Linked DNA regions of Mus musculus: regions 1, 2, 3, 4 and 5 are each linked to region 6. Evidence: chromatin contacts called from public Hi-C, HiCAR-type, HiChIP or PLAC-seq and promoter capture Hi-C data. All regions are on one chromosome and are shown on one strand. Each heading gives the region's core, a stretch centred on a gene start, on an enhancer-like site or on the middle of the called end of the contact. The rest is flanking DNA. Distances are from core to core; before and after follow the strand shown. Region 1 has its middle 3.5 kb from the start of Gm51424. Region 2 holds the start of Pabpc6 (poly(A) binding protein, cytoplasmic 6). Region 3 has its middle 37 kb from the start of Pabpc6. Region 4 overlaps Gm51424 (a long non-coding RNA gene). Region 5 overlaps Gm51424 (a long non-coding RNA gene). Region 6 holds the start of 6530411M01Rik (RIKEN cDNA 6530411M01 gene).

Region 1 (3,894 bases), core at 454-2,953, 410 kb after region 6:
GTCCAAGGGGTTTAAGTTATATCCTTTCCCAGTAAATGAAACTTCTGATGAGATTCATAGAGAGTATAGATTTATTGGGGAGAATGAAGAAAGGCCTTAAGCAAATGTTGCCAGTTTTATTGGAATTCTTGATTCCTAGCTGACTTCAATCAAGCTCCTAAGTGAGGGTTTTCTTTTTCTTCCTGTGTCTCCACAATTTTCTCTAGCATTCTGTTCTACCTCAATAATATTCTAGAAAGGAAAGAAGAATTGAGTGTGTGATTGCTCCTACATATCAATATTTCCACCCAAGAGCAGACCTCATGGGTCCTTATAAGATTATACATAGACAGGTAATAACTTTAGGAGGATCCAGCCCACTTCCTAGTACTATAGGGGACTGTGGCTTATCATGGACACCCAGAGCTTCTGCACAGCTCTGGATATAGGATCTCAGCAGGGTTCCTAGCTTGAACAGGCTTCTTGCTCTTTCTTAGCAGACAGCTATGATATGAACTTCAGTCCCACATTTCTGAGAATACGCATTATCCTGGCGGCTCAATAAAAAAATGACAGTGAGTGAAGCATCCTACCCTGTTAGATATTCTCCGTTTTTCATGGGACTTCTTTCTCTGAATTGGCATCAGTAGTATATCACCCCTAGCCCTTAATTTGGAAGCCAGAAGAGACAAAGACATTAACACAAATTTTTGTCTACCTCATACAGTTCGCTTTACTTGTGGTAACTTGAGTTTACCCCAAAATACATCCCTTTAGGGGCTGGAGAGATAGCTCAGTGGTTAAAAAATGTTTGTTGCTTGTGCTAGAAATTATGCTTGCAGGTACACACACGTGTGCTAAAAATAAAATAGATAACTCTTTAAAGAATACTACAATATATAGAATTAAAAACACATTTTAAAAATATTTTTGAAAACGTGTCCCTTTACTGCCATGCCATGAAGCTTCATGTGTGTGTGTGTGTGTGTGTGTGTGTGTGTATGTGTGTGCATTCATGTGTGTGTGCATTCATGTGTATGTATGTGTATGCTTGTGTGCATGTATGTCGTGGATCTCTGTGTGTGTGTCTGTGTGTGTGTATCTATCTGTCTGTGTGTGTGTTTATCCTTGCATATGCATAGATTGCTAGAGCAATCCATACTGCTGTTCTTTAGCTCTTTCAGTATAATGATGTTTCAAAAAGTACAATGCCTCAAACATGCCAACCTTCTGAATTAATCTTTCCAACACACACACACACTCACACACACACACACACACCCTTACATCTGTTATAGGCTCAGAGATGGATAGAAACACTGTCCTCTGTTTTGATTCACCTGTCACAAAGTTCTTGACACAAGATTAAATATTGGTCATTAGATGAATTCTATTACTGACTACATTCTGGGCATTCTTGAGCCATAATCAGATCTCCCAGGGTTTCATTTAATTCAACATTAAATGGAAGAATTAACATGGAACTCATATTGATAAGGGAAATGAACAGCCTGGGGGGCCCTGTCAATACCTTAGCAAAGAGAAAAAGAAATCGCCGAAGGGCACTTTACTTTTGTCTGTTCACTGAATCAAACCAGCTCCGTGAAGACATGAAATTATGGCAGTCCAGACAGATAAACATGGACCCCTGAGACAGACCTGTCAAAGCCCGGAGCTCTGGAGCCATCCAGAGGGCTAAGAAGGGAAGGTTGTAAGATCTAAGGAATCTACCCAGGCTAAATGGTGAGACAGGACAGGCTCAGTCTGGAAAAAGCCACTGAGGGCTTAGGGCTTCCAGGAAGCTTGCAGTGGGGTTGGTGATATATTTACAGCCCGAGTCTCACTAGCAAACACCCCTGATATCATTGAATGACCCCGAATTACAAGAAAATAATTAAACAATAGCAGGAAGCCATGTCTTCCATTGCCTACTGAGGCATAAGATTAGGAAGAGACCCCATGAGAAAGCTAAGTCTCTGGGCCTCTCAACTCCAGATAAACAGAATCCAAGTGTCCAGCAAAATGTTAATGAGTTCTAATCTGCAAAGAGGTCTTGCCTGGGACCAAATAAATTTGCAAGTCCTGGCTATGCAACACAATGAAACTCTTCAGTAAAGACTCTCACAGACTATTTAGTGTGCTGCTCATGATAATTCCCCCAACGCAGTGTGGCATTTCCCAAACTCATTTAACTTGGGAATATTTTTTCTAATTCAGAGCCCCCATTAGCATTGGACGTTTGTGTATGGGTGCCTCTCAATTTGGAAAACAGTGGTGTAGGTCCATTTACATTTCAATGGATGCCTGCAGACAGCTCCCATTCTGTCGGTTTGGCATGAAAACCCCCAAGGAAGCTGACTCCTGACAGGATAGAGCATAGAAAGACCAGTGTGCCAGCCTAGGCAGAAAATGTCCGAATTGGCAAGCGTGTTCACAAATCTTTAGATCTGACAGTGCTCTGGTCATTTATGCTCAGTGCTCAGATCTGCAAAGAGCCAAGTCGGCCTGAGGGAAGTCATTGTCCTCAGAGGAACAACTGGGAAGGGAACTGAGCCTGGATTAGGCAGTAGGTGAGAAAGACCCTGTGGGTCGCTGTAGGTGGTAAACCTCAAAGAAAAAAAGAATGAAAGCCAGTGCAGATTGGCCTCCTGAACCTAGATCAGTCTTCTGTGGAGTCTAAGGCCAGGCCGTCATTGCCAACATATTTAAAGTACAGTATAATTAGACAACAATCCATCCAGTCCTAGGGGTACAATAAAACATTTTCCCTTTTTTTTTTTAAAAAATTAGATATTTTCTTTATTGACATTTCAAATGTTATCCCCTTTCCTTGTTTCCCCTCCGAAAATCCCCTATCCTCTCTCCCCTCCCCCTGCTCCCCAACCCACCCACTACCACTTCCTGGCCCTGGCATTACCCTACACAGGGGCATAGAACCTTCACAGGACCAAGGGCCTCTCTTCCCACTGATGACCTACTAGGCCATCCTCTGCTACATATGCAGCTAGAGCTATGAGTTCCACCATGTGTTTTCTTTGATTGGTGTTTTAGTCCCGGGGGAGCTCTGGAGGTACCTGGTTAGTTCATATTGTAGTTCCTCCTATAGGGCTGCAAACCCCTTCAGCTCCTTTGGGTACTTTCTCTAGCTCCTTCATTGGGAACTCTGTGCTCTGTACAATAAAACTTAAGGTATGACTAGATAGCAACTGCTTTACAAAGAACGTATGATTATGAAGGTGAGTTCTATAGCTAAAAGAGCTAGTATCTATTGAGGTCTCTACTGAGACAGCATAGAGGTCACCAGGCAAAAACATGCATAAGTCATCTCGCTGAAGGGATAGGTAATGGTCTGGGGATGGAAGAGTCTAAGACAATCATTTTGGGAAATTTGGGTGAGGTCTGCCTCTACAGGTAGCATAAAGGTCACTGGGTCATCAGCAAAATCACTCTCAGCTGTTTGGAAAGGAAAACAGGTATTTTATCACCTCCGTTGAGAAAAGGTCCTGTGTGTTTAACATTCCTAGTTCCCCTAGTGATCTGTGGGCACAAGGACTTTTGTACCTCTAACAAGTAGAGACAAGAGCCTTGGGCACAAATGACAGAGAATCCACATTAAGCAGGCTCACAGCTTCCTTGGTGATCTGAGGCTCCTGGCTATAAATCCACTCAGCCTGCATTAACTCCTGGTCTCTTTGCTGTGGAAAACATGGGAACAGAGGAGGAGTGAGGGAAAGAGAAGAGAGAAGGGGACAGAAGGAAGGAGGGAGGGAGGAAGGGAGAAGAGAGAAGGGGACAGAGGGACAGAATCAAATTTGCGCCTCGGGAGACACTAAGAGCTTGGTGTTGTAATCTTTTGCTGAGAGAGAAGGAGACAATGCACAGAGGACAAAGACAATCAGGACAAGGACAAGGACA
Region 2 (4,026 bases), core at 1,294-3,793, 500 kb after region 6:
CATGTGTTTTGTATCCGGCAACAACTGAGTGGAAATACAGCTGGCCACACGACATGAGTAGCCTTCTAGAAGTCTCAGAGGTATTATTAGCCAACAGCGATGCCTTTATTTTTTTCACTTTTACTCTTTAAGGAAGCTTTAGTAAAGCAAGGATACTATGATCCAAATCATGGTCCTTGCTCAAGTACAAGTTCTGTTACTTAGAAATGACATCTTGAGCTATTTGAATTACAACTGAAGTAAGAGATGCTTTAAATTTTTGCACTTTCCTAAAAAGAAAATCATTTCCCCAAAGTCGATAACATTAATTTGCTCTTAAATGTCACTATTTCTGTTATCTGCTGTCTTAAACCAAGTGGCTTGGGCTTTGCATTGCTCACTAGACCTGACTCTGACTTGGCACAGGAGATTATAAGTTCCTTTCCCTTTCATTTAGTTTCTAGTTTTCTTTTTGTTGTCATGGGTTTTCAATGTCTAGATATTTTTCTTCAGTGAAGCAGGGGTTTTTATGCATTCACCTGCTCATCTTTAAGCATTTGGGACACCAGCAACACTGCTGACTGCTTTCTGTGAAGTCTCTTTAGCTTGGTGAGCTTGCAGTACAGCTATGGCTTCATCAACTTTGGTGTGGAGACACTCTGGAGACTCAAGCATGTGGCGTAGCTCTATATTATCAATTTCCAACAGCATACCCGTGATTTTACCAGCAAGGGCAGGGTGCATGGCCTGAATAAGAGAGAAGAGCCATTCCCCTAACATTTGCTTTTGAGCTTGAGGAGGAGCAGAGGCCAACATGGAGGCAGTCAAAGACTCTTTACCTTGGACAGGAACAGCAGACCGCTGCGTGCTGACATGTGGCTGTGTATTAGGATGCTGAGGGGGATTTCGGACTCCAGCAGTATATTTATACTGGGTAATTGTGCGGGTGGCAGGAGCAGCTGCAGCAGCAGCAGCAGCTGCAGGATGTGGGCCCATCATCTGTGTGGATGTGCTGGCAGTACGATGTCGTATAGCCTGTGAGGTAGTGGGTCCTGAAGTACTAAATGATGGCATAGTATGTGATGGGTGGATGGTACTAGACATGTTTTGGAATGGATGAGCTCTGGTACCGTGAGCACTCCCACGGGCACTTGGTCCTTGCTGAGTAGTCTGATTAGGAGCACAGTATGCCCTACGGCTCTGAGTTGGTGTAGCTGTCATGCAGTAACCTGACGGCCCCTGCGCTGGCTGGAAAGGGCTGACGACTGGGTTAGGCCCGGCACTGGTGCTTGCCATTCTTTGCATGTACTGGTTACTGAGGTGAGCCTGGCGCTCCTCTTTGCGTTGAGCTAAAGCTACGTAGAGTGGTTTGGTGGCCACTATTTTACCATTCATTTCTGTAACAGCTTTGGTGGCTTCTTCTGGAGAGGAAAAACATACAAAACCAAACCCTTTGCTGCGCCCACCCTCCATCGTTACCTTTGCACTAGTAATCGTACCAAAAGGGGAAAACTCCTTCCGGAGACGCTCATCATCGATACCATCATCAAGGTTTTTCACATAGAGGTTAACACCTTTGCATCTGACGCTTCTATCTTGTGGTACCCGTTCAATTTTGTGCTTATCTTGCTTCATCTGCCCGAATTTGTGCTTCAGTTCAGTCTGTCGTTCCACCTTTTTCTGAGCACGACCTACATAAATTTGTTTTCCATTGAGGTCTTTTCCATTCATCTCTTCCACTGCCTTTCGTGCATCTTCATGCCTTTCAAAGCTTACGAATCCGAATCCTTTGGATTTTCCACTTTCATCAGTCATGACTTTAACACTTAAGGCAGGCCCAAATCTGCCAAATAGATCCTGGAGTCTCTCATCATCCATATCTTCTCCCAAATTCTTGATGTAAACATTGGTGAACTCCTTGGCCCTGGCTCCAAGTTCAGCCTGCCTGTCTCTACGAGACTTAAAGCGACCAACGAACACTTTGTGGTCATTTAGGAACATCCCGTTCATTTTCTCAATTGCTCGTTCAGCTTCTTCCTGTGTCTCGAAGTGTACAAAGCCGTAACCCTTGGAGCCATTCTCATCACACACCACCTTACAGGAAAGGATGTTACCAAAGGCAGAAAACGTATCATACAGCGTTTTACTGTCAATGGATCTGTCCAGATTTTTCACAAATATGTTCCCTACTCCGCTCTTGCGCAGCGACGGGTCCCGCTGAGACCACATGATGCGAACCGGCTTGCCCTTTATCACGTCGAAATTCATGGTGTCCAAGGCCCGCTCGGCGTCCTCCAGCTGCTGGAAGTTGACGGACGCGTAGCCCAGCGAGCGGCGGGTGATCCTGTCCCTGTACACCCGGATGGAGAGGATGGGCCCTGCCGGGCTGAACTTCTCATAGAGCATCGCCTCGGTCACGTCGGGATGCAGGTCCCCCACATAGAGTGAAGCCAAAGAGTAGCTGGGGTCGCTGGGGTTCATGTCTGCAAAGGCTGAGCAGGGAGCAGGAGCAGCACAGGAACAGAAGGCAACCGGAATGGAAAGGCCCTCAACTGCCAAGAACCCGGAGGTCGGCGGCACGGGCGGGCTGCTTCCGGTTGGGAAATGGGGGCTGTGATGCCATAAGCTGGTTGTCCGGGTAGAAATCAGCCTCCCTACCTGGGTTCCGGACACTGGTGGTGCTGGTTGGTCTTGTTCGGTTGGTTGTGGCTGGTTATTTAATCAAAGTATCCGGTGGAGAATGCTCTGATTTGAGGATTTCTTTTTCTTTCTTTTTTATTTATTTTTTAAATAGTAGGAGTGGGGTGATACGTGTTTGTTCTGAGCTTGAAGCATACACCTTATATGCTCTGCACTGACCTCAGGGGCAGATAAAGATGCTTTTAAGGGAGCTATTTATTTCCTGCAAGCAAAAAATAAAATAAAATAAAATAAAATAAAATAAAATAAAATAAAATAATCTCAGTGAATAATCCTGTTTGTTATATTCTAGCTCAAACTAGAGTCTTGATTACACATGAATATGAACATACACATGCGCGCACACACACACACACACACACACACACACACACACACTTGGGATGAGCAGGGGTGAGGGAGGAAGAGAGAGAGAGAGAGAGAGAGAGAGAGAGAGAGAGAGAGAGGGAGAGAGAGGGAGAGAGAGAGATTCCTTTGAAGGTAACTCTCTATTCATACTGCAAAAGAAAACTTTCAATACAGACCAAGAAGATGATTTTGAGAGCTTAAAAATTAATCAAACTGAAAGTCCCCATCCGGGACAATGCAGTAGCAAAGGCAAATTACCATAAACATCAAAAATATTATTTCTCACTTGGAAGTCCAAGATGAAGATGTCAATAGATTGTGTTTAGTGTGTGTGTTTGTGAAGAGGGGTGTTCTCTTGAATGTAGGTAACACCCCAGTACAAACACAAAGGTAAAAGGGAGAAACTAAACTTTGTGAAGGCTGTTGAGGAAGTCAATAATTATTCTGAGGGCCACTTGGGACACAGTGATATCATTCAGTTTGGCTGTTTTACTTATATGCTCTGGGTTTGTTGTTGTTGTTTGGGTTTTGTTTGCTTGTTTTTTTAGAATACAAAAAGAAGTGGTCTCCTGTTTAAGTGCTTCACATTAATGCATCAAAAATATGAGTAACGTACCATGGTCTCAAATTTCATACTTCAGTCTAATTTAAAAAAAAACTCATAATTAAGAGAGCTATGAATCGGCTTTCCATTGACAGATACTTTATTCCAGATGCAACTAATTAGTAACAGGAAGATAGTGGCTTGGGGATGTTTGTGTTATGTGGTGGTGGTGGTGGGAGGGCAGAATATAGCTAATAAGCTACCAAGGGCATAGCTCTGGGAGAAGGGAGGATGCGTGAAGAGCATCTCCCCTTCATCCTAAGCATCTCTCCAGCATCATCCCTGTAGTGGGATCATTTATTATTATCATCAGTGCATTTGGGTGTTAATAGATGTTTACACTTTCCAAAATATTTTATATGCACAATGGTATAATATGTCTTCAATGCCACCAG
Region 3 (3,731 bases), core at 239-2,738, 460 kb after region 6:
GGGCCTCAAAAGCTGGTTGCCCCAGAAACAAGAGAGTCTGCACATAGACACTAGCTAAGTGACCCTGTCCCCTGTTAATTGTGATTGGTAAATAAAGATTCCAATAGCCAATAACTGGGCAGAAGAGACTTAGTTGAGGTTTAGGTTTTGTGGGCTTGGGGAAGAGAACCAGGAAGAAGGAGGAAGAGGAGGAGGAGAAGGAGGAGGAGAGGAGGAAGAGAAAGGAGGAGGAGGAGGAGGAGGAGGAGGAGGAGGAAGAGGAGGAGGAGGAGGAAGAGGAAGAGGAAGAGGAGGAGGAGGAGAAGGAAGAGGAGGAGGAGGAAGAGGAGGAGGAGGAAGAGGAAGAGGAGGAGGAGGAGGAGGAGAAGGAAGAGGAGGAGGAGGAGGAAGAGGAAGAGGAAGAAGAAGAAGAAGAAGAAGAAGAAGAAGAAGAAGAAGAAGAAGAAGAAGAAGAAGAAGAAGAAGAAGAAGAAAAGAAGAAGAAGCAGCAGCAGCAAGAAGAAGCTACCAAGAGTTAGCTGAGGCATAAAAATGTAGCCCTGTGGGCTAACTTGTTGGAGTTAAGAGCAGCCCAGATGAAACCTAGTAAGTAGTAAGTAGTGATTCAGGGTTACTGATAGGAGAGTAGATTCAACAGAATGGAGGGTAGACAGCTGCCCAGTTACTGTGCTGGTTAAGGCTTACTGTAAATATAAATGCCGTGAGTGTGTTTTTAATCCTGGAATCCAATAACCAAGGAGGGGTGGAAACCCTGGGCCAGGATTTAAATAATTAATATTATAATTCAGTCCCCATACTTAATGTTTCACTTTCTAGTGCAGTCTACATGTACAGAGTCAGCAATATTCAGGATGAGTCTTCTTCTCCTATGTTCTCCCTGGAGCAACTCTACCTCCCATGTATTTTAATAGATGACATATAATGTCAGTTAGAGTCCAGTAAGGCCTACTACATTTGAGGCTTGAGTCTCTCTGAATCTTGCTGCTGTATTTCTGAATGGAGATCTGTGGGCCTGGCAGTTTGCCACTTCAAAAGCCTGCCGGTTCATTTGTCACTTCTAAGCAACAAATCAGTTCATCATTTGTTTGCCAAGGAAGGCAAAGCAAACAGGAGCAGTCATCGTCAGTACACAGACAGAATGCTAACCTGGTCTGTCTCGAACTTAGGAAGGTCATATGGGAGCTGGAACAATTTCTTCCTTGGCTGTTACGAAACACCTTACAAAGTCAACTTAAAGAAGGGAATGGTTCGTTGGGCCTGTGGTTCAGAGATTGGGGGACTGTAGCCCACAGTTGCAGGAGAAAGTGACAATAGGACTCGGGCAACTCCCCCCATTGCATCTGCATTCAGCAAGCAAGCAGCAGACAGGAAGGAAGGAAGGAAGGCTGGACTATGAATCCGCAAGTGTGCTCCCTTTGGCTTCCTCCTGAAGACTCCATTTCCCACAACAGAACCACTGATTGAGGGGACCAACTGTTTAAATCCACGAGCTACTGGGGATATTTTACATTCAAACCACAGCACACGCTCAGCAGCTCCTGGCTCGTGCAGCAGAGCATCGAAAGGAGTCCAAATGTTCCTGTGGAAAAGAATTGTCTTCCCTCCATTGTGCTGGTTTGTCAACTCGGGTCACTTTCGAGTTCCTTGTGCATTTCTAAAGATCTATCACCAAAGAAAGCAAACTGCAGCAGCAGCATTTTTAAGAAGGCGCCAGGGATGTCAGTTTAGACTTTCCCATTAGTTTATGATGGCAGTTCTGGCATTTCAAAGCAGGGTGCAGCTGTGTGGGAAAGATAGAGGAACGTGGTGCCCAATAATGGTCCCGCCCCAGAACGGGAACAAGTTACTGACAGCTCAGATGGCCTTCCGGGGTTTCTAAAGTCAGCGTCGTTGGGATGGTGTGGCGAATGGACTCATTGTCTCTAAAGGGTTTGGAATAAAAGCTGCAATGTAAGAAGAAAACAAAAAAACAGAATGAAAAGACAAAATACTGACAATTTACTGGGCATGATACCCTGGGGAAAGTACATTCAGTTCTACCAAAAAAGACACTTTGCCTATGTAGACCTTTCTCTTTCTTTACAAGCATTAAGCAAGATAATGTGTGTTTTTAAGGAGCTTCATGGTGCCTGGAACAAAACATGTTTTTAGAAGAGGCTTTGCTTTATAAAGAAAAGTATAATTCACCATCATTTGATGTGCTGAGTAGTTGGTGGGTTTGTTGTTGTTGTTGTTGTTTGGTTTTGTTTTTGTTTTGTTTTGTCAACTTGACACAGCCAGGAAGGATCACCTGGAAAAAAGGAAGCTCAGTTGAAAAAAATGAGTTCTTCAGATTGCCCTATAGACAAGTCTATAGGGCTTTCTTTTTTTAAATTAATGATTGGCATGGAGGGCCCATTCCACTAGGGACAGTACCACCCATGGGTAAGTGGTCCTGGGTTGTCTAAGAAATCCATCTTTAAGGGTGTCACCATGGAGTTTCCATCTCCACTTTAAGGCTTGCCTCCTGTTCACTTAATAAGTCTCAGACATCCTTGCATCCTTTCAAGCATGGCAGGACTAGCATGAGCCTGTACACCTACAGTTTGTCTTATCACAAAGATCATGAACCAAGCAGCAGGATGACTGTCTACAGAAATTCTTCCCATAACTCAAAAGTATGTGTGGTGTGCTTTCCTCACAAGCCATCTGTCTGGCAGCCTCAGCCCCTTTCAGTCACTTCTTCCTATCAATAGATGTTCAGACTCTTGCTTGTTGTGTAGGTGGCAAGCAGCAACCCCTCATTTTGTTGAAAGAGCCCTAAAGTGCCATTACCAGGGGTGGTATTTTAATAGTTATCAGATGCACTATTTATTTGGCATGTAACTGAGCTTTCCAACGAGGTACCTGTCCTGCCGTAGATACAGAAAGCATCCTTTGTGCTGACAATGGTTAAGCTTCCCCGGAGCTGCTGACCAAGATGCATGTTCTAACATGCGCATGTGTTGAAAGGATCAAATTTCCTGTCTCTGCTTATCTTGACCCAGGGAAAACCTTTTAGGTATATGCACAATGCCAGGTCTAATGTATCAAAGGCCTGGGTTCCTTGGCATCCTAGGTCTTCAGAGCTGTGTGAAATCTACTCTTAACAAACCTAGGAAAGTAGGAGATATGACACTGGGCAAGAGAGAATGGTTTCTCTTGGGGACACAATTGTGATAAAGTAGTCTAATGCACCTTACAAGGAAGGAGTGGAGAGACACAAGATCTTGAGAAATTTAGAAGCATACAGAGCATTTCCAGCTGTCAGGACAAGGTCAACACACTGAAATGAATTCTTGACTGATCTCCAAGGGATAAATTTAGGAAGGGAATCAGGAGAAAGATGCTTGAAAACAACACATGTAACTTACATGGAAGCCAGGAGACAATTAAAATCCTGTAGTATCTCCTTCTCAAGGGGGACAGGTACAAGTATACGACCTGGACAGGATGTGCAGAAAGCTTAAGAATCATAAAAAATAGCTGAAGAAACATATGCTTAACTCTACCCTCAGCAAGAATTTACTGAGTATCTGACAGATTGGAGGCGATCTCAGCCTCTACTAGAAAAAATAATGTGGAGCTTTCAAAGCTGGAAAAGTGTAGGCTTGAGCCTACACTTGTGTTCTTAATTGAGGAAACCCACAATGGCACTGTCTTATGAAGACCCACACCCTTCCCTAGAGACTGGAAAATGTTAACAGTGTTAC
Region 4 (3,886 bases), core at 680-3,179, 260 kb after region 6:
CAAGTTTTCTAAGCTATCATCAAAATGGCTTGTATCCATAATACCAGCACCTGGGAAGCAAAGGAGAGAGGATTCCACGTCCTAGATCAGCCTAGATTTCAATACTAAGATCCTGTTTGAAATACACAAGCATTTGAAAAACTCCCAACATAATCTCTAAAATTAACGGTAGGTAAAATTTCAGATATATGTTCTCAGGTAAATGTTATCTGAGCTGCTCAATGTTGTGCCACAGTTACACAGGCTCTCTGTGCTGGTGATTCACTACCCAGTGTAAGAAACCATCCTTTTAATATTCACACTGAATGCATAAGTCTGAAAAGTACTCATCTTGTAAAGAGATAAATTAATTGTGTTAACTCCATGGCCATACGATCAATAGCAGTATATGTCTTGGGCATCCCTCCTGTTGTATTTGACAGAGGGTTCTGTATTGACTTCCTGTAATGTGTATGTCCTTGGATTGTCCAGTGTAGGTGAACTTGTACTTTTTTTGTCGTTGGAAGCCCACTAAATTAGCCTTCTCTGTGTTCTAGGCATTATTGGAAGCCCCTGGATGAATGGATTCAGTTGATGCTCACAGCAATCCTGCTAAGTAATTACTCTGATCTCCCTTCTGCGGTTAAACAGGGAGATCACACAATTCCCCAGAGAAGTGGGAGAGCTAAGGCAAATCTATCCATGCAGAACGGTGTAGATCCTTAGCGGAAATGCCTTCTGCTATCTCATTCCGCCCTTTCTTTTCTATCTTGTTATCCAATGGCTCGCTGTACCGTATAACTCAACTCCTTACCAAGCATATCCATCCATCTCACAGCCCGGCCACTTGCTTCATGACGTCTGTTTTGTTCTTTGAGACGGGGTCTTCTATGTAGTCTAATCTGGTCTCACAATTTGCCGCGAGCCTTCTGCTTCTGTGCCCTCCATGCTGGGTTCACAGATGCCTACCACCACACCCGGTAGTCCCAAAAGCGCTAAATTTAAAGTTAGGCTGTTGTAAACCCAAATGGCGTCCTGAATGGTATTCCCTCTCAAATCTGTTCTTCCTCACCATGGGCGTGGGACTCTGCCTTCTACAGCACTGCCTAAATTAGACAGCAGGCACCAGCATCAGCCTATCGGCTTCTCCTTCCCAGACTTTACATCACTCTGTCACCTGGTGCAATGATTCTACCGCCTAAATGTCTCCCAAGAACACCCTCTCCTGTAACTTTGAGAACTGCACCTCGGTCTGGGTTTGGTTTTTTTTTTTTTTTTTTTGGGGGGGGGGGAGGGTGTTGGACGCAGGAGGGACCTCTTAGTTTTTCCAGCATCCCAGAGGATGCGGGTGGTTGCCGGTTGCCACAGGCTCTGGTTCTGTTTGAACATCTGACTCTAGAGTGGCAAAGCAGCTTCCTTTACTTAAACTTTCCATTTCAACCTCCTGAATAGAGGACTCTGTCTACTGCTTAACCAACTACAGTTACGTTCCTCACTGTGCTCACAGTACATTTCCTTCTGCTTTGGTCTCAGTTGATAATATGTGCCCAATATTTTAGTAAATTATATCATTCATTGCCAAGTACTTCAACATCAAGCTAGGTCCATTTATTGTCTTCCTTGCTTGTGCTTGTTTCTGCTGTGCTCTCCTCTACGAGGGACGATCTTTGTTTTGTTTGTTTTGCTGGTTTTTGTTTTTGTTTTTCTGAGCATGTGCTAACAGTATCTATGAGACTTTTGAATACCCTACTCTGTGGTTGGTTTCTTCCACACAGCCTACCCCTGTTTTGCCTTAATGGAGGTCTCCAGTGTGCTTCCTGTGTTCATGAATCTTATGTGACAGTTCCTACAGATCCAAAAGCTGGTCTGCTGGAAGGTCTGGAGAAGGCTCGGAGCCACAGCACGCTCTGGCCTGCAGAGGGCGTGACTGCTCTTCCTCCAGGGCAGCATTTCAGCATCTTTTGTGCTTGCTGTGGATCATCCCAGGCTTCATAATTTGGCTAATTAGCCCTGACTCCAAGCATCTTCTAGCATCCTGAGCCAACAGCTGCAGTTTTTGTGTGAACAATAAAACTAGGCTTAACGATGCGAATTGTGAAAAGACAACACTGGACACCCTTTACTGATACTCAGCCAGTGTCGTCATCCCTCCCAGGGTCTGCAAGGAAAACTCTCCCAGACCAGAGAACAGCCTGAAATGACCCACTATAAATTCCTCTGCAGAAGCGTGTATTCATCTTAATATGCTCTCCCCAGACTGCCACAGCTAGATGTCATTTGCATCTGAAATTTACCTTCCTTCTCTTCCCTGAGTCCAGCCCTGCTTCTCTTTAAGGACTTGGCTGTTAAAAATTGAAATTACCAGACATGCTGTATTTTGAATTTATGCCAGAGCTCCTTAGGCAAATGCTTTCTGCATTCCCAAGCAAGAAGAGAGAGAGCATAGTTTTCCCAACTGTCTTTGTCAGATATTCTCCTTTGCTCCTGACTTTTGTGACAAGATCCTTCTATCTGCGGGAGCTGTGCAAAATCATGGTATAAACTCCATCACCCAGGAGGTTCCTTCTCTTGTGATAAATCAGTCTCATGGAAAAAAAAAAAAAGAGTCCTTCATGGACAGTGAATGCATGATGCATGGCCTGTCATCACTGACTTGTTACCTCCGTCTGCAGGGCCTTCTGTAATGATCTAGTTACTGCGGGGTACGTCCTAAGCCTCACCTGGGCCATGCCTGGAAGGCCCATCTTTCTGGGGAATTATCAGACCAGACACAGAAGGTAGGGACTGCTGGTGGAGACATGGCCACTCAAGTTATTCAAAAAGATAAATGTTCTACCTACTGACTCTGTCATTGCATGCTAGCCAATCATGTAACACACATGAAGGACTATGCTCTGTCTTACGAGGAAAGATGTTAGCCATTTCAGTCCTGTGAAATGGTTCTCACTTGAATCAGCCTTGTTGACTTAACTCACCCTGTTCTCTGGACCCAGCTGAGTCTCAGTTCACTGCACACATGAAACACTGACATGTAGAACATGACAGAGAAGCTTTCACATGCCACAACATCCTAAAATGAGGCTACTGTTTTCATTTTTTTTTCCAGAGTATTGAAAGCAGGCCAAAAAATTGTCATAGTTTATAAACCAGAGAAACAAGTATGGACACTCATTTCATCTCTCTGGGGACAGCAGCATCTGCAGTAGACATGCATGTTCTATAAGAGATATTTGTGATGCCAGCAGGCATGTAGAATCTCCACTGTGCCACAATTCACTATGGAAGGATCACTAAATTTTACATGAATGTTTTTGCCAAAGACACAATACTTTCCTTAGGATTTAAATTCGAATTTAAATAGCTGTGACATCGTGGGCAGCTAGGTGAACTTGTGGGCAACTAGTATCAACTCTAATACAACAAGGCATATGTGAAAACCTAAGGACAACTTCTTCCTGTCCTTTATAGTCAAACATTTATTTTCTTGGGTGAATTCACTTTACCTGTGTCCTACGTAGGAATTGCTTGATCAGTATTGATAGAAAATCAGGGTGTCTGCTACTTTTAAACTTTACGTATGGTTTAAAATCTGCATCAGGTAACCAGACTCTTGGGAAGGACAGTTTCCTGTGGCAAACGCATGCATGGGAAGCCATAGCACATGGCTGTCTGCAGAAGGAAGCAAAGATGCTGAACAACGGATGACACCTGAGACACACACACTGACCCGTCCAGCAGGTCCAGTTATTTGAGGGTCTCGAGGGGACCTCCTCCTAAGAACCAAATGGGGGGTAGAGAGAGACGAGGGTCTTGTACGAGTAATGACACGGAAACCGTTCTGAAGTTGTATCAAGACCCCAAAATGTATTAGCCAGGCCCAAGGTTTAAATACACAAGCAAAAGGGGA
Region 5 (4,284 bases), core at 996-3,495, 370 kb after region 6:
TAAATTATTATATTCAATGATAGGTACTGTTTAAAATAATTATAATAATGGATACTATTGTGGTGATTGTAAAAGCATTGAGTTCTCAGAGCTGGAGGTCTGTCCAGTGCTATATCCTGTCTTTAGCACATATGAGGCCCTGAGTTCAATCTCATATCACCAGGAGAAAAGCATCCAGGAAAAAAAAAAGATGCACATTTGGATTGGAATGAAAGTATAAGTTATATTAAAGGCCAGGAAGAAAACATCAATAAACAGATATAATGTTTCAGGTACAAAATAACTTAATATCCTGAAGAAGTCAGCTTCTGTGTGCTGCAGAGTCTATGTGACTGAAGTGATGCCAAAAGGACTTCCAATGAAACTGGGAAGTTGACACTGAAAATAAAAATTAAAAATGAAGACAATTAGGACTACAGAACTGGATCGGCTCAATGTAAAATTATGGAAGTTGTAACAAAATAGTGCTGGTTTGAATGTAGCCATACAGACAAGCAGGACAAAAAAAGATCAAGGGACAGTGTCACACATGGACAGAAACTACATGTGTACAGGGTGAAGCCTGAGAGCAGGGAGACTGACTATATAAACCACCGTTACTGAGCTGTCATCAGTCAGACACAGAAGGATTAAATGTAGTGTCATATCAAATTACACAAGAAAATCAGGCCTATGCACACTGATCACAGAGTCATAAAATATAGAATCTTACGATTATCATGCAAAAATTTACTCCAGAAGACCCAACAAGCAGCTGAAAGAGTCAGATGCAGATATTTGCACCCAGCCAATAGACAGAAGCAGCTGACCCCTGTTGTTGAATTAGGGAAGGCTGAAAGAAGCTAAGGAGAAGGGTGATCCTATAGGAGGACCAGCAGTCTCAATTAATCTGGACCCCTGAGATCTCTCAAACACCATCCAGGCAGAATATACCAGCTGATATGAGGACCCCAACATACATACAGTAGAGAACTGCTGGATCTGTGTTCATTCAGAGATTATGCACCTAACCCTCAAGAGACTGGAGGTCCCAGGGAAATTAGAGGTCAGCTGGGGTGAGGGGGTGGGAACATCCACATGGAGACAGGGGTGTGAGGTGTAGGTATGGGATGTGGAACAGTCAGAGGGTGGATTGGGAGGGGGATAAAATAAGGAGTGTAAAAATAAATTTAAAAAATAATAAAAACCCAAAACTACAGAGTAACAATTCTGACTACATCAAAAGTAATAACATATGTACACCAAAAGACACACAGATAATGTCAAATGAGAAAAAAACACGAAAAACTAAAGCTAGTGCTTGTAGATTGAGCATTATGGAAGCAGCTAATATTTCCCTAATTTTGAAAGTTACTAAATTCAGAATGGAAATCTTTATGATAATTGATGTTCCAAGAATTCTCAAATGTGAACAGAAATTTAAACAAATACCCTTTCATGGACTTTGCTGCACAAAGTACACTCATTACTAAGCAGACCACATTTACAAAATTATTGTTCGTTGTCAAAGAGACATTTATAGTTCCCAAGTAAAGCCACTAATTAGCATGAACACCATGAGCTACTCTCACCGAATTGATATGGTAATAGACAAAACAAAGAAATAAGAAATGTTAATTACTCCATGCAACATTTATCCTCATGAATTTGTGTTCTTTTGGCTTTAACACTTTGAAAACAATGGCAAGAAACGAGTTCCCACCAACCTGCATGGACTCAGGTCCAGGGGCTCTGGTTGGGAAACTGTGGGCAAACAAGCTTTGGGCGTTTTACCCTGTGGCTGTTGATGGCTTTGTGGCTCATTTAAGAATCATCCAGTGTTACACAATGACAACAGGACTTCATGAATTTCTGCATGGGGACTTTTAGAAGACAGACTTAAAGTGTCAAATAAGAGCACTGATTGTCTCATTAATTCCAAATGGGCAAAAGATCTCGACATAAAACCAGATACACTGATCCTGGTAGCAGAGGAAGTGGGGGGAATAGCCTTGAACACATAAGTACAGGAGACAACTCTCTGATCAGATCACCTGTAGCACAGGAGTTACGGTCAACAATTAATAAACGGGACCTCATGAAGCTGAAAAGCTTCTTTTTAAGGCAAAGGACATCACATCGTCAATCAGACAAAATGGAAGGTGGTAGCTTGCAGTGAGCACATCTTCAAGGGAAGTGTAGCAAACCTGAACCCCCAACAGCTATAGCTGCCTACTACAGGAAAAGAGTCAGAATCACTTAGCTCCATCAGAACCCACAGACTAGGGCCTAAGACAACAAACAGATGGTGGAAACTCCTCTCAGCTAAGTGGGGCAAAGGAACACGAAACTGGATCCCTTCTGAGGTCTTGATACAAAAGCAACATCTAAACCTGCTGTCAGAGAGAAACGTAGAGGGAAATCCTTCTGAAAATGATCCAGAGCCTACTCCCACAATGCACTTGGGCAGAGGGATGGGAGGATGGGGAGAGCAGTACTCTGAAGGCTGACAGCGGGACATGCGCCAAATGCCAAGCTCAGCTGGACTCATATTCATTGGCCCTCATCTAGGGGAGAAATCAGAGAACTTGAAAGTTTCCATAGAATTTAAGCACGCTTAAACATTAAGGCAAAAACGGAAAGCAGTAGTGGAGCTGAGGGGTCCAGAGGACAGAGATGCAGTGCCCACGAGCTACTGTGCAGCTAAATGTACGCGTGCCGCGCGAGATGGTGAATCCAAGAGAGCGACCACGGGCCAGTGGAAACATCTTAAGAGAGATGAGCAAGGATTTTATGAATAAAACAAAGATATCAAAGTGAATTTTCAGTAAATTCTTTTTAAAGTTTAGAAATCGTCAAGTGAGACAAAAAAAAATCACCTACATATTTCATATTCAAAATGGTGCCAATGTGCAAGGCACTTCAAAACAAAATAATATTTCAAGCAAGGATTCTGCCCCTAGTTCTGTAGACAGTGGCATGCTGGGATGGAAAGAGCACAACGAACAAAAGCTCCCAGGTTTCTACAAAGGGAACATCTGGATCTCAAAGATGAGAAGTGAGGAGTTTTCCCAGCAAGGAAAAGCAAAGGCAGTTCGTGAGCGTCCCTTTTCCAAGGTGTGATGCTGACGGCTTTACATAAGGCAGGGTAGAACTGTAGACATAAACGTTTACCTGGTGAGAAAAAGAAAGCCATCATTTCCCAGCATTCGTCAACTTTAGGAACAACTGGCCCTCTAAACAGAGTTGTTAGCCACGACTTGTTTTGATGTAAGTCTGACAACATTAACCCTGAAGCAAGACACACCGTTAGGGAACGGTGCAATGGCCCGTGACAGCGTATCCTCCGAAGTCAAAGCTGTGTACAAAATTAGCCAATATCAGAAATGAAACGGCATGCCAAAATATTTCCTGTTACTTGCTGCTAATAGACACCCTGCTTGATAAAGTGAAGGTCTCCACATGGAATCGAACGTGCGCGGAGGTAAGTGCCAGAACGTGGCTGCTTGGTGTGGTAGAAACTAAGGCAAAAGTAGATAGCTTCCCAGACTTGGGAGACAAGCTCACACTCCCTGTTTCGGCCCTGTTACAGACACTGAGTGTCTTCTTGGTGAGCATCCCTTTCTCAGCGATTGGAATAATGTATAGGTCAAAAGACATAACTAATCAATTACTGAGCTCTGACCTTCCGCAGAGCAATGACTTCAGGCTTTCCTCCTAAGGCACTGCTCCCTCCCTGGGGACACAGTCCCACAGAGTCCCCACACTTTAAAACAGTCCCTCTGCCTTCCCAGGGCTGCAGAGGCATCACTGAGAGCTTTGGCTCATTGAGTCATTCTGTCATTATTCATTATTAAACACCTCCCAGAGCAGTTACTAATGCAGATAGAATTTGATTTATGCATCCAGGAATCTAGGAAGATAAGCCATAGTAGGGCAATCAACAAAATATCCTTTCAGAAGTCTCATAACAGTGAGGGGGGAAAACCACAATAAAACAGTGAAGTATTTAAATTTTGCATTAGAAAATATAATGCCAGCATTGAAAGTATCCATCAGTGGAGGTGATTTATTGAATAAAGGTTTGCATGCAAATTCCATGTCATTCTTTACTTGAAAAGAGCCATTATTTGTATGAAAATCATTTGGGGAATCTCATTATAGGGAAAATATACCGGCAAAGCTGCATCTCAGGAACATAACTCTTGGTGGGAACAGGCATTAATCAGACTTCCTGTAAGTCTCAAACATTAAGAAAATATTTCCCAGACTGTTTGGCTGATTCAGAAGATTGTCTGGGATAGT
Region 6 (3,968 bases), core at 512-3,011:
TTTTCTAAATCAAATCTACAAAGATTAAAAGATGTAATGAACATTAATAGCGGTTCAGCGCGTCAGTGTTTTATAGTCTGGGGACGGTCAAATTATTTGTTTATCTTTTGCTGCTGTGTTGTTTGGTTTTCAAACATGGTCTCAAATCTTAAAACAGACTAACCTGAAAGTTACTGGTCATCCAGGCTGACCTTTAACTGTGAGGCATTCACTTCTCTTAACTGGGTGAGTCCTGGAATTACCACGAGGCTTGTATCACCATGCTTACTCCATTCATTTTGTGAAAGCATTTTGATTATACATATACAACACACTCACACATACAGAACACACACATCTATATACATATATACACACATGTAAGTATGTGTATATATATTCATATACACATACACATATTAACCATTATGGTATTAATACAGGTGCTATCATTTCTACTGCTGAGAACGGAGCCCAGAAAAATATGAATATAGACCAATATTAAAATATAGATAAACTTATTATCCTTATATCTAAATATTATCTACACATACACATTCACACATGCACACTACTCCATAAGAAATGGCAGCCATTTAAAGGTAATATGTGAGATGCTTTATGAAAAAATATAGACACAGCCCATGCATCAACATTCCTCATACATGTATATGTACATAATCAAGGAGTTTACGTGAAAAATGCAAAATACAGAAAATACTGCTCTGGGTGGGTTTCATCTAGAATCCTTTTGCGTTCACACATTTCTCTAATTTCACATCGTATGATTCTGATAACAAAACAAAGGATAGACTCATTTCAGAAGCACCATTTTAGAAAAAGGTCATCTGCTCTGATAATTCTGTTCAGAAATGAACGGGGTCGGGGGTTTGGGGGTGTGGCCCACATGACACATTTCTAGGGCTCTTTTGTGCTTGATTTTGTCCCTCTGAGACAGCACAGTGGGCAGAGGAGCCCAAAGGGAACAGGCACAGCACACTCAGAGTTCCCCTCCCCCACTTTGCTCTCTGAAACTCTGCAGCCAACCTTATTGAATTCCTCGTAGCGATCCTGCCCAGTGCCCCGCTGTGGCCCAGCTGCTTTCCGGCACCCTCTCTGATAACAGAGAGAGGGCGCCCCACACCTGCTTCTGAGACTGGCTCCTTAGGGATGTTACTGTTGCCTCCTGGATCCTGTGCATGCTTGAGAAGGATCCCCGGAACGAGACATTATTATTTTCTCTTTTCTTCGCGGAAAAGAGGCTAAAAATAGGCACAGAAGCACCTTACAGCCTCCAGGCTAGTGGCTGGAAAGTCACCGTTCAGAGGTTAACGCGCCAGCATTAAGACAAAGTAAAGTAGCGAGCGCTCGCGATGTCACGGACTTGCAGAGTAAATAGGGGAGACAGGCTGCTCTGACGTGCTGAATTTATGAACTTTACTGTTCTGCTCCACCCAGAGCGCTCCCCTGCACTCATGGGATGCTGTTGCTGCATTTGCAAGCCACTGTCTCTTTCACCTCTGAGGCGCTGCATTTGCAAGCCACTGTCTTTCACCTCTGAGGCCTGGGAACCACAGCTCCCCTGGGGTCGCTCCTTGCATGGCTTCCGGAGCCTCCAGGGATCTTCAGGTCTCTCCAGGAACAATGCTGTGAGCCCGAAACTGCATTGTCTCAGCCGGATGTTTTGAGGAGGATCCAGGGCACGTTTGCCAGCTTCTAAACAGCATAGCACAACAGCCCCGCTTCTGTGAGTCTCTGCTTTGTGAATCTGCTTTCTGGACTTGTCCTTGCTCAGCACCCAAATTAGCTTAACAAGCTACGGAAATCTCAGCTCGACCTGGAGGCAGCAGTGGCAAGACAGAAACAGAGCTCCGAATCAATTGGCCAGAGGCGTGGGGGGTGGGGGAAGACAAAAGAAACATTGTGTCAAATTTATTTTCTGTACTCTTGGGATTGCAAGGAGAGCCTGAAAATGCTCACAGCGAGAGTGACTAGGGCCGGCTTGGATTTTTAGCTAAAATAAACCATATTCATGTCAAACTGCAAAGGGCACATTGGTTTACCGCGCGAGGGCAAAGAAGACAAACGGCGAAGTAGCGGCATCAAATAATGATCTGAAATTTACCACGGGTTCGCTCGGTACATCCTTCCCTAACTCGTGTATATTTCATTTAAATGTATCCATCAGTTTAAATAGGGCACTAGGTCCGTCCCGCCCTCCACCTGTGCTCTCAATGTTTCTCTGCGTGTCTGCCAGTTTGTGGGATGCCTGCAGCTAAGATGAATCAGAATACAAAGAGAGGGCTGACAGGTTCGTGTATGCCCAAGGTGAGCTGTGACCTAAAATGAGACTAGTTCTAAGGAAAGATGGATCACATGTGTCATGCATGCTGGACCAGCAGATGGCAGCAGAGCTCTGGGCTCCCACCACAGTGAAACTCCGTTCCCTCATCAGAGTGGTCCTATGTGCCCTCTGTGTCACTGACCCCAGAACAACATCTTTGATTTATAATCATACATGACTAGCATCTATCCCTTTTACTACAAATCTATGACATTAATTCAGAGGTCACCATTCTCTGAATGGGACATCCTGCTTACATAAAAAAGAAAAATAAAGTTTAAAGGCGTGGGGGAAATCACAGAACAAAATAGGGGGTATGTGTGTTTCCCCCGTCTTTGAGCTTCTTAGTCTATATTACCCCACAACCAAAACACAATATGTTGGTTGAAAGTGTTTTTTTTGCAACTAGTTCCTAGCATGAGGAAGCATAAGCCTTTAATTTCATCATCTGGGAAACAGAGACAGGAAGATGTCTGTGAGCTCAAGGCCAGCCTGGTTTGCATAATGAGTTCTGGGTCAGCCAGGTACAAAATGAGACCCTGTCTAACAACAAACAAACAAACAAACAACTCTTGCTTGGTTGACCATTCACAATCTCCCCATATTTAATAAAAATTTACCCCCAGAACTATTTTGAAATACCCTCTAACATAATATGATTAGAGATAGTGCCCAGAGCCAAATTTCACTTTGTCCTTAAAACCGCAGTCAGAGATTCTCCAGGTCTTCCCAGCTGTATTTTAATGGTTTAATGATTTTTCAAAGTAGAGGAGTTTGGGAAATTATAGGATTTAACAAATTGATGGCAGTTGGCCTTGTACAGGTTTAATTAAATTAGGGTTTAATTGACGAGATGGAAAGGGGTGGTGGGATTTTTCTCATCAGCATTCCGGGAGCATCAATGAAGATCTGCCTTGCCAGAAAGAGTGTCATAACCTCCCGAGACACTAGATGGTGCTGCAGAGTCACTATGGAATTTCTATTACCGGTTTTTAAGACTCTTTGATCCTACGTTATTATTTTTTTTCCTGCTTTCTGAAGAGCTTGCATCAGAAAACACACCAAAAAAGAGCAGATATTTTTAAAAACGCAGTATTGTCAATGGAATCGTGGAAATTGACGCCCGAGAAAGACGAGATAGGCATGCTTCTGCGTGTTTAAATTTAGATTCCATATTTAGATTAATCTTCAACCAAGTATAACAGTCTAAAGAGTCCTGGAAATACTTAATGGCCTTTTGCTGTGGCATTAATGAATTGCATGAAATTGAAATAAGATTTGCTTGGACGCTACCATCCGGTGGAAGAAGGCGCAGTTTGTCCTAAATAGATGTTGAACGCATTTCACCAGTGTGGTCTGCTGTGGAATATGCTGGGTGTGTGTGCCTCGTCATCCCCCTTTAATGGACAAACAGATCCTAGTGCAAAGCAAGGGGTTTAAAGCCAGATGCACAGCTCTGCGCCAATGCACACATGGACCAGGTTTCCTCTGTCATTCACTCCCTTGACTTGACATATAGACTATTTTAAAAGTGTGCCTATGCCTGGCTGTAACCGAGTAGTTGAGACAGCCCTCCCTACGCCTGTATTAAGCAATGAAGTGGGAGGCAATAGATGAGGAATGTGATTGAGACTGGCTGACTTTT

What was found. Promoter capture Hi-C pulls out the DNA fragments that hold promoters and counts their contacts. Hi-C and Micro-C count contacts between places; a contact is called where the count stands out from the background. HiCAR-type assays count read pairs that join an accessible place to other places. HiChIP or PLAC-seq counts read pairs in DNA pulled down with a chosen protein or histone mark.
Region 1: a contact with region 6 is called in an H3K27ac HiChIP or PLAC-seq map of neural progenitor cells, with 39 times the contacts expected there. The contact joins the enhancer-like site here to the promoter of 6530411M01Rik in region 6. A contact is called at or near these places in 2 of 15 datasets of contacts at CTCF or cohesin (both in embryonic stem cells), 17 of 484 Hi-C or Micro-C datasets (astrocytes, brain, cerebellum and 10 more) and 21 of 115 datasets of contacts at active chromatin or transcription factors (astrocytes, differentiating embryonic stem cells, embryonic basal ganglia and 10 more).
Region 2: a contact with region 6 is called in a promoter capture Hi-C map of embryonic stem cells, with 4 times the contacts expected there. The contact joins the promoter of Pabpc6 here to the promoter of 6530411M01Rik in region 6. A contact is called at or near these places in 9 of 39 promoter capture datasets (the C10 cell line, cranial neural crest, embryonic stem cells and 4 more), 1 of 15 datasets of contacts at CTCF or cohesin (embryonic stem cells), 4 of 484 Hi-C or Micro-C datasets (cerebral cortex, embryonic stem cells and forebrain), 14 of 115 datasets of contacts at active chromatin or transcription factors (SST interneurons, VIP interneurons, embryonic basal ganglia and 5 more) and 3 of 9 other capture datasets (embryonic stem cells, liver and pancreatic islet).
Region 3: a HiCAR-type map of astrocytes shows a contact between it and region 6, with 7 times the contacts expected there. The contact joins the enhancer-like site here to the promoter of 6530411M01Rik in region 6. A contact is called at or near these places in 2 of 15 datasets of contacts at CTCF or cohesin (embryonic stem cells and stem cell-derived epiblast-like cells), 7 of 484 Hi-C or Micro-C datasets (embryonic stem cells, nephron progenitors, neural progenitor cells and 2 more), 14 of 115 datasets of contacts at active chromatin or transcription factors (VIP interneurons, astrocytes, a beta-TC-6 cell line and 7 more) and 1 of 9 other capture datasets (embryonic stem cells).
Region 4: a Hi-C map of forebrain shows a contact between it and region 6, with 18 times the contacts expected there. The contact joins the enhancer-like site here to the promoter of 6530411M01Rik in region 6. A contact is called at or near these places in 2 of 39 promoter capture datasets (hippocampal neurons and stem cell-derived epiblast-like cells), 12 of 484 Hi-C or Micro-C datasets (cerebellum, cerebral cortex, forebrain and 7 more), 11 of 115 datasets of contacts at active chromatin or transcription factors (SST interneurons, embryonic forebrain, embryonic hindbrain and 4 more) and 1 of 9 other capture datasets (embryonic stem cells).
Region 5: a HiCAR-type map of astrocytes shows a contact between it and region 6, with 4 times the contacts expected there. The contact joins the enhancer-like site here to the promoter of 6530411M01Rik in region 6. A contact is called at or near these places in 1 of 484 Hi-C or Micro-C datasets (cortical neurons), 9 of 115 datasets of contacts at active chromatin or transcription factors (astrocytes, embryonic basal ganglia, embryonic forebrain and 3 more) and 1 of 9 other capture datasets (embryonic stem cells).

Annotation. Positions count from the first base shown.
Region 1 is chr17:9,577,923-9,581,816 of GRCm38.p6, forward strand. No RefSeq gene overlaps it. Among named protein-coding and RNA genes, the nearest start is that of Gm51424, 3.5 kb to the left of the region's middle. Within about 2 kb of position 1,704, at least 54 of the 459 cell types and tissues checked have an H3K27ac peak or open chromatin away from gene starts, as enhancers often do. A contact at or near this core is called in astrocytes, cerebellum, cerebral cortex and 9 more, where this site is marked.
Region 2 is chr17:9,667,161-9,671,186 of GRCm38.p6, forward strand. It overlaps Pabpc6 (poly(A) binding protein, cytoplasmic 6), which reads right to left and starts at 2,544. Exons shown (of 1, transcript NM_001163836.1): 1 at 1-2,544. The coding sequence starts at 2,460. The coding sequence ends at 529.
Region 3 is chr17:9,631,268-9,634,998 of GRCm38.p6, forward strand. No RefSeq gene overlaps it. Among named protein-coding and RNA genes, the nearest start is that of Pabpc6, 37 kb to the right of the region's middle. Within about 2 kb of position 1,489, at least 29 of the 459 cell types and tissues checked have an H3K27ac peak or open chromatin away from gene starts, as enhancers often do. A contact at or near this core is called in VIP interneurons, astrocytes, forebrain and 2 more, where this site is marked.
Region 4 is chr17:9,426,687-9,430,572 of GRCm38.p6, forward strand. The region is part of intron 3 of Gm51424 (a long non-coding RNA gene); the gene reads right to left. Among named protein-coding and RNA genes, the nearest start is that of Gm51424, 150 kb to the right of the region's middle. Within about 2 kb of position 1,930, at least 28 of the 459 cell types and tissues checked have an H3K27ac peak or open chromatin away from gene starts, as enhancers often do. A contact at or near this core is called in SST interneurons, cerebral cortex, forebrain and 1 more, where this site is marked.
Region 5 is chr17:9,534,661-9,538,944 of GRCm38.p6, forward strand. The region is part of intron 2 of Gm51424 (a long non-coding RNA gene); the gene reads right to left. Among named protein-coding and RNA genes, the nearest start is that of Gm51424, 40 kb to the right of the region's middle. Within about 2 kb of position 2,246, at least 13 of the 459 cell types and tissues checked have an H3K27ac peak or open chromatin away from gene starts, as enhancers often do. A contact at or near this core is called in astrocytes, embryonic forebrain and stem cell-derived neural progenitor cells, where this site is marked.
Region 6 is chr17:9,166,261-9,170,228 of GRCm38.p6, forward strand. It overlaps 6530411M01Rik (RIKEN cDNA 6530411M01 gene), which reads right to left and starts at 1,762. Exons shown (of 3, transcript NR_027881.1): 1 at 1,027-1,762. Gm52287 (a long non-coding RNA gene) reads left to right here. Exons shown (of 2, transcript XR_003952250.1): 2 at 1-3,615.